Linked DNA regions of Mus musculus: region 1 is linked to region 2. Evidence: chromatin contacts called from public Hi-C data. All regions are on one chromosome and are shown on one strand. The core of a region is the stretch at or near the end of the contact, and the rest is flanking DNA. Distances in the headings are between cores, read along the strand shown. Region 1 has its middle 27 kb from the start of Gm31013. Region 2 has its middle 53 kb from the start of Snx19.

Region 1 (3,525 bases), core at 125-2,624, 330 kb before region 2:
CCAGCAACTGTCAGGCTAAGCCTGCATTCCTCAGCAGACCCTGTCAGCTCTTTATCCTGTCAGTTTCCCCTGAGGTCTTTATCGGGAACAGATTCTCAGTTCAAGGGTCAGCTGCTCACTAAACTCCAGGCTGTCTGAGGAGAAGTCCAAGCTTAAGTCAGAGCACAGGAGATGGCCCAGCTCTCTCCAATTCCAGATTTGTTTAGTATGCTTTATGAACAGATATGTCACAAAGGCCACTCCTTTGGTTAATTTTGAAGACATGGAAACTGCCCTTGTCCTTATTTAATAGTTAGTGGCAGAGGCAAATGATGTGGGTCAGCCCCCAATGATGCTGATGGAGTGTAGGATGCTATATCAAGGCAAGAAACTTTCTACCAGTGGGGATGCGGGGGAACAGGCTCACTTAAGCCATCTCTCTCCTCCACCAGTCTGTGTTAGCCATCAGTCTGTGTTAGTTTTCCTTTTAGCTCTTTATTGCCTTCTCTTTACTGTTGAATTCCTGAGCCGAGGGCATAAACTCTGTTGGAGTCAGACTTTATTTAGCGAAAACAATGCCTGAATTATGGTTGGTACTCAATAAACACCACTGAATGAAAGCACCGTAATGAGATTTCATGGTGTGGGTGCAGTGAGATTCTCCTGTCCTGGTCAAGACCTTTTTTTTTTTTTTTTTTTTTTCTCTTTTGCACCAGGTCTCATATAATACAATTTTACCTTAAACATCCCATGTAGCTGACGATGACTTTGAATTTCTGATCCTGCTTCTTTCATCAGCTGCTGGAATCAGGGACTTGAGCTGCCATGTCTGGTTTGTGCTAGACAAGCACTCTACCAGATGAGTTATATCCCTAGCCCCAGGATACTTGTTTTGTTTCCTTGTGTGTGTGTGTGTGTGTGTGTGTGTGTGTGTGTGTGTGTGTGTGCTTATGCCATGGTGTGTGGGTAGAGGTCAGAGAACAACTCTCAGGAGTCAGTCATTTCCTGCCAGTTTGTGGGATCTGGAGATTAAGCTCAGGTTGTCAGGCCAGCATGCCAGTACTTCTGCTTGCTTCTATCCACCTCAGTGGCCTTTCTAAGAATGTCTGATAAGGAGATGATGGACCCGCTTATGGGTCCAGGCTTAGGAAACAGAGATAGATCTCAATTAGAAGCCCACAGAGTATAGTCATCACTGGGTAAGATGCAAAGAGGGATGAAAAGGGAGAGGGATGGGGAAGAAGTTCACCCACAGTGGTCCTATTTACCAAATGTTTATTGGATATTTCATCTATCCCCCCTTTACATGATAAAGGACACAGTTGTTGGTTATCTATGATAAGATGTAGAGGAAGCAGTAAAGAGACTAGAGAACTTGACAGAGTCTGGAGGAAGCTTCTCTGTGTAACTGCTAAGCCTTCTTGCCAAAGCACTGAAACTCCCCTGTGAATGATTTGGAGGATATGTTGGGGGAAAGAGTGCCAATAAGTTTCACATCATCGAAACCTAGATAGAATTTGACGGTGTTTCCAGGCTTCAGAGCACAGGAGGGCCAGCCGAACGTTGTCTACTGACAAATGGACGACAACTCTGATCAAGATGAAACAGAGCACACTGATAGTCATGTAAGAATTAGCTCCCTGTGGGTGAGTTCCTGCAAGTGGCAAATTTTTCTGGGCGAGCGCTGGCAGAACTGTAGCTGTTTGTTTGATGGATCGCTGTGTTCTCCACCAGAGGTTGACCTTCGGAGAGAGCTGGGGGATGCCAAGAGTACCAGGAGGAGTGAGCGTGGCCTCAGTTTGTTCTGGTCTCACAGCCCCTTTCACTCTGCTGGCACATACTTCCTTATCTCTAACTGCTGAGCCTTCTCTCCAGCTGTACTGCATATCCTTACCTGCACGGCAGTGAGTGGCTTGGGGCTAGACACTTGAATCAGAAGCTATGCTGAAGCCCACCACTGACTCCTCCCTCCTCTTTTTTCTGTGTTGGATTCAGGGGCCCCACATTCCAGGCTGGTATTTCTGGCTTTCCTGAAACTCCCTGGGCTGCTGTAATAAATCACATCACCATTACGTAAGCGATGTATAAGTCCAGCCAGGAACACACAGCCCAGGGAAGAAGGGTGCTCAATGTTTTGAAATTTTTTTCTTTTCTCTTGGAAGAAAAACGTGTTGCTCCCATCTTTGCTGGGGCAGAAATAAACCTTGGTGTGGAGATATGGTGACAGTTCTTGACCAACATGAGTATTGTTCTGTATACAACAATTACAGAAGTGCCACTGTGGGGAAGCGCAGCGTGGCTTGCTCTGGGGGTTAGATAAACAAGATAGATTAGGCCATCTTTCCTCTGTGGGCTCCATGGTATTTTAGCCATGTCTGGCTCAGCTGAGAGCTGATATCTCAGTGGATTGAAAGATGCATAAAAAAGCCTTACCTGAGCTAGGGATCAGTCTGAACAGACAGAGCTTTCTCACCTGCTGGAAGTTACTGAACTGATTATGAACTCAGTATCATTTGTGATACTTCATCGCCTAATCATCCAGACTGAAAAAAAAACTACAAACTCCCTCTCTTTCCTTTTGTGCAAATGTCTTAGTTAGGCTTTCTATTGTTGTGACAAGATACCATGTACAAGCAAGTTGGAAAGGAAAGGGTTTATTCTTTAACACTTCTGCAGCAGTGTTCATCATGGAATGAAGTGAGGTTAAGAACTCACACAGGGCAGGAACCTGGAGGCAGGAGCTGATGCAGAGGCAATGGATGAGTGCTGCTTACTGGCTTGCTCCTAGTGGTTTGCTCGGACTGCTTTCTTATAGAACCCAGGGCCACTAGGCCAGGTATAGAGCTACTCACAATGGAGGCATTTTCTTAATTCAGATACTGGCTGTGTCAAGTCGACCTAAAGTCTAGGCAGCGCAGGTGGTCTGAATGAGAATGTCTACCGTAGGATCATGGGTTTGAGCACTTGGTCCTTGGTTATTGTTGGCATTTGGAAGATTTGGGAAATGTGGCTTTGGGGGTAATATGTCACTGGAAGCAGGACTGGAGTTTAAAGACTCATGTACCACTTCCAGTTGCTCTCCTTCAAGCTCGAATACTGAGAGTGAGCCTTCACCTTCCTGTTTCTTTTGCCATACTTTCTGTTCAGTGCCATTCTCCTCCATCACTATGGGTGCTATCCCTCTGGAACCACAAGCCTACATAAACTTTAAAAAAAAAATAAGTTGCTTTGATCTTGGTGTTTTCTCATAGCAACAGAAGGGTAACCAATATACCATCATTCCCTTGGCAAAGGAGTCACCAAGTCTAACATTAAAAACAACCTTTCTCTGCATGGCGCAGTGATCCGAGTCTATAGTTCCTAGCACTGGGAATGCAGAGACTGGAGGATTCTTGCCTTAAGGCCAGCCTGGGATACATAGCAGGACCTGGTTTCAGAAAGCCAAGGGCTGGTGGGATGCAGCTTAGTAGCAGAAGATTGACCTACCATGCACAGGGCCCTGGGCTTCATCCCCAGCACCACAAAATAACCAACCAACGGAACAAT
Region 2 (3,531 bases), core at 604-3,103:
AGATGCTAACCCCCAGCACGTTGACCTTGACCAGCAGTTTCTGGAACTCTTAGGATGAGATTTTGTTTTTCTGTCACATTAGTCCTGATAGCACAATGTCTGCCACATCTGTGAGGACAACCACTCAATGCTCACCCTGACATGGCAGTGGGGCTTATAAAGGAAAGGGACACCAATCACTTAATGATTCTATAGCAGCATGTGGATGTGGCTTCTTGTCTCTACATCCGTGGGTCATGCAGCATGGTGTGTTGCACAGAATGTGCTGGCTGCTAGCGATAGCCAGCTTCCCCTCCCCATCAAGGTGGCAAGCTCCTGAGTGAACCAGTCTGGGGCACATCGTGTGTAGCAGGGCAGCATGACATTGGGTGTGACAGCTTGGATGGGAACCAACACCGTCTGTCTTAGTTAGGGTTTTACCACTGTGAACAGACACCATGACCAAGTCAACTCTTAGAAGAAAAACATTTAAACAGTTTCAGAGGTTCAGTCCATTATTATCAATGAGGGAACATGGCAGCATCTAGAGTTCTACATCTTCATCTGAAGGCTGCTAGTGGGAGGCTGATGTCCAGGTGGCTAGGGTGAGGGTCTTAAGCCTACACCCATAGTGACGCACCTACTCTTACAGGGCCACACCTTATAATAGTGCCACTCCACTATTATACAAACCATCCCACCGACTCTCACCACTGACTTTAGGAAGCCATCTAGACTCAGCAGATCTCAGCGTCTCCTCCATAAAATTGAAGCCTAAGATGAGTGAATGATAGCATGTGCCTTCTTCACTGATGGTGACTATTCATCTTGTAATAAGAGATGTGCGTATTGATCTGACTGAGTCAGCAGATGACAGAGCTTTAATTCTGGATAGTAACAAATTGATATCATGTAATCTTTGTTGTATTTCTTGGCAGGGGAAGGAAGAGAAGAGTGGAAAAAGAAAAGGAAGGGGAGGGGAGGGAAGTCAGAGGAGGAGGAGAGAAGAGATCCTAGAGTTGACATCAGGTCAAGGTTAACCACAGCTCAAGGGAGACACAGCTACAGTGTCCTATTCAGGTCTCCTATAATCTTGTGAGTTACTTACATGTCTGCACAAGAAGATCATTTGCATACTTGCAAATGGATGCATGCATGTACTAGGGACATTGTTGCTATTTGTAATTGTACGAAGCTTATTGAGGAGGAAGTCTGTCAGGGAAGTCCGCACACCACTTGCTGCCCTGACCTGCTGGTTCTTGGTCTCCAACTCATTCCTTAGCTGTGATCTTTCACGCTAGAAACCACCTCCGGTGCTGTCCATCTCCTCATACCCATGTCTAAGAAGCCCTTCCTAAATCCTTCCCAAGGAAGCCTGTACTGTCTGACTCTGCCCTCTGCAGCTCTCCGATGCACCGTTGAGGTCTTTCTCCTAAGTGCCAGGGGTGACCTGACACTGTGACTCCTCATCCCAGGCTTCCAGTATCCTCACCATTGTATCCAGGATAAGTTCACCAAACAGGACTTTAGTCTTCTCTATTCCGGACTTCCGGCTACCTGACACTACAGATTTATGCTGGATGCAGAGAAAGCAGAGGACGCTGTGTAGAAAAGGGATGGAAGGGATCCCAATTTCAGTCTCCTCTCACAGGCAGAATATGAGCCCAAGAGAGCTGGGCCTCCTCAAAAAGACTCTGTTTGGATCTCTTCTTTTCATACAAAGAGATTGGGACTTGTTGTTGCTTCCCGGGGTAGTTGGTGACCTTAGTCTGGGAAGTTACAGCACCTCCTAGCTTCACTTTCCCATGGCTCCCCACACACAAAAGCTCTGACTTCAGGCTAGCTGTTACTGCTGGGTCTTACTCCATGACTAAGGCAACAGCGCCACCTTCTGGTCTTAGTGCCACAGCGGTGGTGCTCTTGAGTGCTCTTGTGTGCCCTCTTGTGGACTTGTGGATGATGAGGCGCAGAGAGAGGTGGCTGGAGAACCTCCCACGAGGTGTCTGATTTTGTTGGCTAGTGTAGAGGAAAGCCTAGAAATTAAGGCTTTGCAACAACTTAGGTGCAGAGGGTCAGAGGTATAGCTATGGCGAGTTTCCAGACCCACATGAGATCTTATATTCTCTGGTGACAAATATAGCAGTGGAAATGATGTTGATGGAGAGAAAGGATTTATGGAAGATGGTGGGAAGGAGCTGAGATAGAGGCAAGGTAGAGGAAAAGAGAAGGGGATATTGTTCTGTCCCATCCTGGAGCCATCAACAAGACCAGTGCAGAGGAGCCGGCCTTTCCCCAGGAGGCGTTCCATGGAGTGTTCAGTTCCCTGTTTGAACTGATGGGCCCTCTGTGTTATTGGCAATAATTAGCTGTCCCTGGCTGGGGCTCAGCCTCGGCTCCTGTGTCAGCCATATAAGAATCTCAGTGTCTTGGGAACGTGAGCTAGGCTTGAAATATACTTCCCTGAAAGGCTTATTTTGTTTGGGGACAAGTCTCATACCAATCTGTCCTGCCAAGAAATTACTGCTGTTAAACTGTTGGTTTTCATTGCTGTCAAACACAATCTTCCCAGGAAAGTACTAGGCAGTTACCCTTGAAGGCCTGCTGGAAGAGAAGGCTTTTGCCTTTGTAGGACTTCTCTAGACCCCTCTGGGGGAATTGAAAACAACGGAAACACTTTAAGATGGCTGTAGACAGTGCAGCCGAGTCAGTCATCCTTGGGCTTCCCTCCCTAGGGTCCTGCTACCTACAAGGCCCCCATTAGTATCTCATAGGTCCCCAGGGAGACCAAATGGAGACCTATGGATATAAGCACAGCTTCGTTTTGACCATATGCTTGGCTTTACTTTTTATTCCAAATGCACACAGTCCTGCAGGGTCCGGCCTAACAGAGAGGTAAGGAAGAATGGGGGAACAGAATCCCGGCAGTATTTGTTCAGCCCTGGACGACTGCAGGGACAACGGTGCAAATAAATACAGTGGTTTCCTTTCCAGAATTCTTCTCAAAACATCTGGGAAAGCAGAGAGGGCAATGTTTTATCCTGTTGCCATTATTTTCTTATTTAATTTAATCTTGTTTATAGTGAAATTTATTCTATTGCAAACACACTGGAAAGTCAAAATATGGCCAGAGAGATTGCTACTTCAGATCATCCAATAGGGAGGGATTACTGTTGATTTGGAAGACAACGATTCTCCAAGCAGGTCTTTCCATTTTCCTCCCTTTCAGGAGTTGGTCTGTTTTAAAAGACCGTTACCATTTTAGCTTTTAAAAGGAAGTATTGTTTTTAAAAAATCAGACCACAGAGGCAGAGTAGATGATGTTTTCTAGAGGCTAAGGGGTTGGAGGATTCAGGAGATGTCGGCCTCACGACACTGAATTTCACATAACTTTACAGGATCAACCACATCGCACGGTGACCTCAGAAATAAAAGCATATGATACATTTGAAAATTACACGGAGTATAAATTTTAACTGTTCTCATTACAAAGGTAGTAATGACAATTATATATATATATACTATATACACATACATACACATATACAGATATAT

Evidence for each region. A called contact is a pair of places that touch in the nucleus more often than the background predicts.
Region 1: a Hi-C map of muscle stem cells shows a contact between it and region 2, with 2.6 times the contacts expected there. The contact joins two enhancer-like sites. A contact is called at or near these places in 11 of 484 Hi-C or Micro-C datasets (the HL-1 cell line, cortical neurons, embryonic stem cells and 5 more) and 3 of 115 datasets of contacts at active chromatin or transcription factors (astrocytes, extraembryonic endoderm stem cells and fibro-adipogenic progenitors).

What each region holds. Positions count from the first base shown.
Region 1 is chr9:30,807,505-30,811,029 of GRCm38.p6, reverse strand. No RefSeq gene overlaps it. Among named protein-coding and RNA genes, the nearest start is that of Gm31013, 27 kb to the right of the region's middle. Within about 2 kb of position 1,374, at least 36 of the 459 cell types and tissues checked have an H3K27ac peak or open chromatin away from gene starts, as enhancers often do. A contact at or near this core is called in muscle stem cells, where this site is marked.
Region 2 is chr9:30,479,028-30,482,558 of GRCm38.p6, reverse strand. No RefSeq gene overlaps it. Among named protein-coding and RNA genes, the nearest start is that of Snx19, 53 kb to the right of the region's middle. Within about 2 kb of position 1,853, at least 25 of the 459 cell types and tissues checked have an H3K27ac peak or open chromatin away from gene starts, as enhancers often do. A contact at or near this core is called in muscle stem cells, where this site is marked.